2 separate regions of the Cyprinus carpio genome follow, and region 2 is linked to region 1. A link is a contact called in public Hi-C data. All regions are on one chromosome and are shown on one strand. The core of a region is the stretch at or near the end of the contact, and the rest is flanking DNA. Distances in the headings are between cores, read along the strand shown. Region 1 holds the start of LOC109083592 (obscurin-like). Region 2 overlaps LOC109079579 (guanine nucleotide-binding protein G(olf) subunit alpha-like).

Region 1 (4,605 bases), core at 1,045-3,544:
CTGTAGCTTTAACTACTATAATTAGTCAGATGATCCCATTCATGTCCTGTGTCAAGAGTAAGACATGCGGTTTGTTTCAGTACTGGATGAGGCCACCAGCGCTCTGACGGAGGAGGCCGAGGGTCAGCTCTATAAGGCCTGTAAACAGCTGGGAATGACCCTCATCAGTCTGGGTCACCGTAGCACTCTGAAAAAGGTGATGATCTATGACCTTTCCACATTCACTAAAACAACACGTCAAACATTATGGCTTGTCCTTAAAATTCGTTTTTTGTGTGTGTTCTTTAAACAGCATCATGATATCATGCTGCGACTGTGCGGAGGTGGCCAATGGGAGCTCACCAAACTCAAAGAGGCGTGAAACTTCAAACCCGCTATAATGAGAAATTATTGGTCCGTTTTGTAGTTATGGGTGCATTCAGTCGAGACTCTGGAGATATCTTGTCTGCTGTGATTTACTGAAGTTCTTGATACAGTAATTATGCAGTATGTATGAGTCATTTTGAAACTGTTTGTCTCAACGTACTTTTCATATAGCGATGTATTCCTTTTTTATTATGCAAGTTTTTGCTGCTTCATTCAACCTTTATTGATTGTTTGCACAAAAATGGGATTTTTATTATGAAGGACATTTAAGAGTATTTCAAGAATAATTTTGGATAAAGTGACTACAGAACATTTCAAATATACAGTATATATTATAAATATAAAATATTTTATTAACACGGCTGATATTAAACTATTAATTCCCAAGCAAATGTCAAAATGGTCTTTTTGGTCATAGGTGGTCATAAGAACCTTTTTTGTAAAGATGTTTACTCTAATGTTTGGCTGCAAGTTATTGTGGATGGAAAATATTAATTTCTGTAATTTCTCTGCCTGACCAGTAGAGGGCCAACATTTTCCTGCCACAGAGCTGAATCCCAATTCAACTCCATTAATAATTACGAGTTTAATTAAGCTCATTCTCTATTCCTAATACATACTCTATTAATACATTTGAGCAATAAACACTCTTAAATAAATACTTTTTCTCAAATGCATTATTTTAAATGTATTTGAGAATAAGAAGACAAAAGTATTTATCTATCAGGAAAGGTGTGATCGGTCTGGAAGTACAGCCCCATATCCCACTATATATCCCTGCTAGAATACAGTATACTTATCTCCAAGTTAAAATTAGCAAACTTTCTCACTTTATATGTTTAGAAACAACTTGATCTGATCTGTATTTTGTATTTATAGTAGTATGTGTATATATGTGGCATACATATACAACCTCTGGCCACAGTACACTCTATCTCAAAGAGTTAGTGGTGTATATGCAGTTTATCTGTTGCCATGCAGGGAACACTAACAGTTTAGTTAACAGTTTATACTAGTTCTTAAAAGAAGAAAACATGGATAATTTGCATAACCAAACATTTATGTTAGCATTGCCGTACAAGCGCTGAGCATTTGTGGTACATTAAAACCAGGCAGGGTTGTGAAAGTTGCACATTTGCAAACTAAAGCAGCAAAATTATCCCTCCCACCAAAGAGTGTGACTGATCCCACTGCTTGACTTTCAGACAGTTTTAAATGTGAGCCTGGTCAATCTGCTGCTGTCAGTCAACAGGCACGGGAAAGACCCGCTAGTCATTCAGGAAAATATGAGACATATAATAACTATGGAATAACTAAACCATCACAAGAGTTTAATTTTAGTGAAATGATTTCAGATGAATAAGAATTAAAATAGTTTTCTTACTGTAGCCACCTAGGTGTATTGAATCTTAAAATTTAAACCAACTGCTTAAATGCACACAGTAATTTGCAGGATTGTTCCAATATATAGTTCATAAAGGAAAAGGATGTTAAACCTTTTGGTAAAATGCCACATACCCAAACCTATGTCAGTATAGCCTATTTTGAAACACTTGTTTTTCTTTGTCTATGTTTGTTTCTAAATAATAATAAATAGAAAAAAACAATAGGCAATACAATTTGATTTGTCATAATGCAATGCAATGTCATTTAAAATCATCCTTGTGACAATTGCACTGATCAGAAGAAGCCTATCTACTGCAACAGATACCTTGAGTCCATAATATAATAACAATAATGTGCAATTTGTTACTGCATTAAGGAAACAAAGCAATAGCTTTGGTGGAAAAAAAAAAAACTGCCTAAACTGCTAAAACGGTTTGTCATACAGGATGAGGTGACAATAACTGTCTCACTTCACCGAAATTTGCTCCGGTAAGTAACGGATCTATTTTCAACGGGAGGCTGGACCGATACAGGAGCGTCACACAACACAGCAAAGACACTGTGGGATAAAACACACTGTCCTCCCCCTCTACAGTCCACGGAATTTACCTGTTTTCACGAGGATATCTTCACATGCCAACATCGGATATTTATGAACATCTGCACCGGTTTATATCAGTAGCTTGACGGGAAAAATGTAAGAGGCGATTTTTTTTTTTTATCGTTATGAAATATTAAAACGTAAAACTTTCAATATCTGAGGGAATACTTTTCAATGTTTCTATGTTATTTTATTACATATGTCGCAAATTCAACAAGTTTGAACTGATTAAGTTAGGGTACTTTATTATTTTGTTGCTCAGTTTAAATTTTAAAGTTTTTCATTATGAAAACGATTTCATTTTTTTTTCTCGCAAGTAGAGATCCACACAGGCAAAAACGTCTCCTGATCTTTGAAACGAAATTTATAAGTTTAGAAACATGCCATTCACAAATACATATATATCACACAGCAGGTCAAAATCTCTTCTACAAATGGACATAGTGCAGACGGAGTCCGACAGCTGAGGTTATTTTTGGGACAGGCAGCTGAGGGGAGTGAGGTGTTAGAGCTGGCAAATGTCATGCTTTTCAAAGACCAACATCCTTTTGTTTAACTTTGTTACACTGAAATTCTACCTCATCAGTAAAACTGACTTTCTGTGGTGATATTTCACTAGATCAGTCACTGTTCTGTTGATGAAGTTGATGACCTCTTAATGTTATAAAGATGTAGGTCAATACAATTATTGTTTCTAGATACAAGGCTGGTTATTTTAAATTGGGCGTTCCAAGTTCTGTCAAAAGTGGACAATGTTCATTTTGACCACCCAGTGTTTTGTGACTTCCAGTGCATGTCCATTTGCTCTGATGTCATTTATATACTAGTATCCCCCCAAACAATGACAATATAATTTTTAGTCAGTTTACATTTACAGTTGTTCTCTTTTTGGAAAATGGACAAAAGATATCTGGTCTTGTTTTTAAGTTTTATTTTATTGCATGCAGGAAAGTGTACCAGAGTGACAATATTACAATGTATCACATCAGCTTAAGTATTGCTACATAGAAAATGTTAAATTCTCACACATGGCAAACTTGTTTTAATGCTTTGTTTATACATTTGACTCTTTAAACCAACTAGCATTATTTCACATTTGTGGTGGGATACTGGAGAGGTTTGAGTGGGCATCTCTAAAAGTAGGCCTCTCTCATTTCTCAAAATGTCTATTTCAGGATCTTCTTGACATGGTTGTTTGTCATAAGCAGACCCTCTTTATTCAAACCGACTTACAGTATGATAAACTGAGAGGCAGCTTTTTTAGAAATGTCTTTGAGATTAGTTGCAAGATTTAATGGTGACAAGATGCAAATACGTAAAGCTTTTATATAATCTCAAGTTCTTATGTTTCTCCTCTATGCATTGACCACAACTTTAACTTTTATTAAAGTGTGTTGTTTCATCTCTACAGAAAGCAAGAATGGATCAGAATTTATTTGGCGGGGCTCCACGCTTCCTAACTCGACCCAAGGCCTTCTCGCTGTGCGTGGGACGAGATGCCTCCCTCAGCTGCACTATTGTGGGAAACCCTGTTCCTGTAGTCACCTGGGAGAAAGACAAGATGCTTCTTTCTGCAGGTGGACGCTTCAAGAAAGTAGAAGATGGTGACGTTTACCGACTTACCATTTACGATCTAACTCTAGAAGACAGTGGTCAGTACATGTGTCGTGCCAAGAACAATGTCGGAGAGGCATATGCAGCTGTGACCCTGAAGGTGGGACTGCCGGAAACTGTGATTGATCGGGCCCCAGTGTTTACAGTAAAGCCTGTCTCCACCCGTGTGGGTCTAGGGGGTGAGGTGACCTTCTATTGTCGGGTGGCAGCCCATCCGGCACCCAACTTTGACTGGGAAAAGGATGGTCGCTACTTGGGTGAGACCAACCGCATCAAGATAATCTCGGAAAAAGACTCCAGCTCCATGAGGATCCAGAGTGTCAGGAGCTTGGACAGTGGTACCTACACCTGCCGTGCACAGAACTCCATTGGCCGTGCTCAGGCCGCTGCTTCTCTGGTGGTCGACCTTCAAGATACACGTCTCCTGAATGCAGACAAGAGCACATCCCTCCTCTCACACATGCAGAAGCGGAAAGAAGAAATGCGGAAGGACATCTCCTTATATCGAACCAAGGAAAGTTCCTCAACCAAGCTTTCAACTTCATCTTCCACGATCACAGAGGAACTTGGAAGCTTGGGACTCCCCTATGATCAGGAGCAGAGGGTTTCGGCCTTGACCAGCATGTTGCCTAAAGGTG
Region 2 (4,605 bases), core at 939-3,438, 61 kb after region 1:
ACAGACACAAAATGAAACTAAAAAAGGCAAATTTGACAGTACTGGTCGGGTCAGATTACAGGGTCTTGTTTAGGCCCAGGATCAGGTTTCAGTTTAATTCCCAAGCATGCACACATAATATTAGAGTATTGCATTTTCACTTGTTACAACGATTTAATTGCACATTCATGGAAAGCTGAACTATTAATGAACTATCATAAATTCTTGTAGATGCTAGCAATGCATGATTATGAAAATGCATGAACTAAAAATAGTGTAAAGTGTCGCATCTATCAAGTGCATGAATGTAAATACATTCAAATATATAAATATAAAAAAGTGAAAGAAAAAATGACAAATATTATAGTTACAAATCATTACAAATACTTAAATTCGTAGAACCAGAGGGAAAAAAACAGTCACAGAATAAAAAAAAAAAAAGAATCCTTATTGTAGGGATGCACCGAATGTTTGGCAAGTTATGGCAACCTAAATTATTTGGGTGAAAATAGCAAAAAAAAAGCGTTATAAGTGAAAAGACTAAATAAACTGTACTGAACAATGACGTGACATGATCAAATAGAGGCGTGCACTAATGTGGCAAACATGTCAGCAGTGTGAAAGCATTTAAAACTATCCATGAAAGATGCAAAAATCATAACAAGCAACGACAGAGAGACTGTTTAGTACTGTATCACATGATGAGAAGAGGAAGGGTGGTTGTTGCTGGTTACTGTATGATGACTGAAATCGCAAAATGGCCTTGAAAAATTAGCAATTAGCCAGGGTTCAAAGTCCAAAGCGCAAGGAAAATCTGCGCTGAAATAGTCTTAGAAATAAAAATTGGCAAAATACATAGGGGAAATAAACATGGAAAACCGTGTTCGGTCTTCGGCCCTATGTTTATTTTCTTTGGTTTCGGCTAAGAATTTCCATTTCGCTGCATCCCATCCTTATTATAGACCTTAAACTCAAAGTAACCCACACTGAAAAAATTAGGTGTAGAAATACTTTTTAATCATAAATTGCTAGTAAATAATCACAAATAATTGCAAAGAATCAACAAACAACACCTTAAATTAAATGTGAAATTGTAAGTAGAAAGACTTTTTTCTTAAAATCATGTTTTCTTGTAAAGCATAATGGTTATCACTTTACAGTAAGGTTCATTAGTTAACTACAATAGTTAACATGAACTAAGAATGAAAAATACTTTGTTAGCATTTAATAATCTGAGTTTATATTAATTTCAGCATTTACTAATGCATTAAACTAGCAAGTCATGTTTGTTAACAGTGGTTACTGCTCTATGAACTAACATGAACAAACAATGAGCAACAGTGTTTCATTAACTAACATTAAAAAGATGTTAGTTAATACATTAACTAATGCTAACAAGTCACACCTTATTGTAAAGTACTTAAATCATCTTTGTTTTATTTGCAACTTTGAAAAATAATTTTTAGAGTGTACATATGTTGAAGTACTTGCCACAAGATATCTGTATGCCTGTTGTAAATCATTAAAAAGCTGTATTTAACATAAAAGCATGATGGTTTAATAATCACTATTGGTTTTCATAGCTTTGAGCAGTTGTGTCATTCTATTTTTAGCTAAATGCTGGCAAAATCTCCAAACAGAAACCCCAAATGCTAAAAATGGAAATCATAATCTGTTGCTATTTTTATCAACTGCACGTGTGCATGTTTGTTTGTGTATCTATGTAAGAAAAGGCAGAAAAAAAGGGCACCGGAAGAGAGAGAGAGAGCGCTGCTGTACATCAGTGAATGTTTATTCCCTCTAAGCACTTATGAGGGTCTGATATGTATAACCACACACACACACACACACACACACACAGGCTCTTTCTGCGCCTCACCTTCTCTTTCTGACCTTCCTTTGTTTACGCGCATTGCCGGGATACTCCCTTTGATTCGGCAGCGCGCACACACACACGTGACACCCTCCACCAGTGAGTGCTCTGCAGTGCTGTGCTATAAATAGCTCCTGCTTGCCCCGGCTGCGCTGTTCCTTTACATAAGCGCTGGCGGAGGGAGGAGGGGGACAGACAGCACAACCACAATCTCCATACAGCCAGGCCTGCAGAACGAACGCCACACACAACTGGGATCTCTCTCTCTCTTTCTCTTGCTCGCTCGCTCGGACTGCTGCTTTAACTGTTTCTGTAGTGTCCTCTATCACAACAGCACCGTCTCGGTCACACCGACCCACTTCCGCTCGAACGTGTATTTGTGTGACATCGACATGTAATCTGTTTTCTTTGAGCCTCAAAATAGACGTGCCATTAGAAATAGAAACGAACACAGACAGATGTCACAAAATCACGCAATCATGTAATGATCTCACAGGCCAAAGGGCAGTCAAGATGCACTGAGATAAAACAGCTGCATCAAATCCTCTAACAACATATTGTAACGACACTTAAGAATTGTCTTTATAATCTTGTAAAAATAATATAAAATTAATCACGATTTATCGCATCCAAAAAGTTTTTTTTTTACATAATATACGTGTGTGTACTGTGTATATTTATTATGTATATATAAAAACACACATGCACGTATATATTTCAGAAAATTTTTATTTGTATATATTAAATATATTTATAATATAAATTATATGAATATAAATATAGACATGTAAATATTTAAAAAAAATATATATAGTGTGTGTGTGCACTTATATATACATAATAAATATACACAGAACACACACATATATTATGAAAACAAAAGCTTTTATTTTTGGATGCGATTAATTGCAATTAATCGTATATATTATATATATATATATATATATATATAAAATAACACACACACACACACACAATTTTATACATTTCTAAGACAATATTTAGTCTCAGTTATGTCAGGTCTGTTTAAATAAAATTAAATATCAGGTAGGCCTATGTTTACATAAAATAAAACAAACAAAAAAATAACAGTTATCCATCTTTTTTATGTTATGTTTTGATGCCTGATTTCACTTCAAAAGTGAAATTCTTAAATGCATAAATAAATCTAAATATAAAAGAAAAAAATATTATTTAAGAATGCACGGTTTTCCAATTATAATTTATGTAATTTATACTTTCTGTAACATTAAACAATGTAGCTTTTAGTTTAATTTGAATTCATGGAAAATTATAAACAAATCTGTATTGAGTAAAATGTTATTATTTTACAGCAAAAGCATTTTTTATGAATTCATAATATTCAAAGTTACAAATACTCACATATTTGGATATAACATTGAGTTTTTTGTTAAAAGAAATGGCAAATGATTTGGAAAATTTGTAGAGTTTTAGTCTGAACTCTGCATGGCATGTTACAAGCTTTAAAAATGGTCTATTAAAAAACTGATATTGTTTATAAATATAATTATTTCTATATAAATAAACATTCCTAAATATCATTATTCTGTTCATTTAGTGAAATAGTGTGGAAAACATGCCTTTATAATTTATAACTACATTTTATTGTTTTGGTCCCCTAAGGCTTTACTTTAAATAATTTCAGAGTAAATATAAATGCATATAATAAATAATAAATGTGCATAACATTGTCAAATATTATCAAAAGAGCATAACATAGTCTAAATAATACTGAGATATAATTACTGGATTACTGGTGTTTGCTAAAGCCGGCATAACTATTATTATTGCTCATGCTTAGGGTTAGTGTTCTAAACAAACCTTTGACCCCAAGTATTAAAGTTTAGCACAGAACTTGTCCTGCAACATTAATGCCGTATGAATGACCTCCAATTATGTGGTTTGTTGAGGAGAGGTGTGCTATTACTTTTCCAGGCATTTAATAAACACTTGGGCAGACAAAATACAGGTGCAAAAAAGGACATACACAAGAAATACCTAGAAGGGTGTATTCTCTCAGTCCAGTTCAGCAAGCAACCAATCAGAACACTCCGGCAAATAGCAAATGCACAGAAACACACTGTGACTTTAAACTACTCAAAACACCTTAAACAACTGCAAAGCTCTGGCTGCATGATTTTGAAAAAAAAAAAAAAGCTGTGCTTGTACGTGGCTGCATAATTTGACCAAAATGATGTGATTATACATCAAAATAATACATTTAAATATTCATTTAAATTTAAATAATTGTTTTTATTTTTTATTAATATTTTCATTAATATTTTTACTTTAAATCATGTTACTAAATAAAAATATCATAATGTTACTATAATAAAACGTTACTATTGTAATCTTACATTGTAAAATAAACAGATCTAATATTTAAGAAACATAAAATTTGTATTTTACATTAAAACTTACTAAATTAACATTACAAAAAAATTACAGATTTTTTCATCAAAAAATAACCTAACCCTATCTTTAAATCATTTTAAAAGTTTTAAATTCCTTGTTTTATTGTTCTGATAGTTTTTTATGATTATTTTATTTCCTTTTATATAAAGCACTTTGAATTACCATTGTGTATGAAATAAACTTGCCTCGCCTAACCCTAACACTAATAATTACATCTTAATTTCTTAATTTTCAGCACTTTTATTTTGACGGTAAAGAGCAGAACGCCCTTAAAGCTTCTCTTTTGTTGAACGCTTATGATTACTAGTACAGAAAGA

What was found. Hi-C and Micro-C count contacts between places; a contact is called where the count stands out from the background.
Region 2: a Hi-C map of skeletal muscle shows a contact between it and region 1, with 2.8 times the contacts expected there. The contact joins the enhancer-like site here to the promoter of LOC109083592 in region 1. A contact is called at or near these places in 2 of 8 Hi-C or Micro-C datasets (both in skeletal muscle).

Annotation. Positions count from the first base shown.
Region 1 is chrB24:20,275,177-20,279,781 of ASM1834038v1, forward strand. LOC109083592 (obscurin-like) reads left to right here and starts at 2,295. Exons shown (of 85, transcript XM_042752096.1): 1 at 2,295-2,449; 2 at 3,765-4,605. The coding sequence starts at 3,774. It overlaps abcd4 (ATP-binding cassette sub-family D member 4), which reads left to right. Exons shown (of 18, transcript XR_006158453.1): 17 at 81-196; 18 at 293-685.
Region 2 is chrB24:20,335,938-20,340,542 of ASM1834038v1, forward strand. The region is part of intron 5 of LOC109079579 (guanine nucleotide-binding protein G(olf) subunit alpha-like); the gene reads right to left. Among protein-coding and RNA genes, the nearest start is that of LOC109079579, 14 kb to the right of the region's middle. Within about 2 kb of position 2,189, at least 4 of the 8 cell types and tissues checked have an H3K27ac peak or open chromatin away from gene starts, as enhancers often do. A contact at or near this core is called in skeletal muscle, where this site is marked.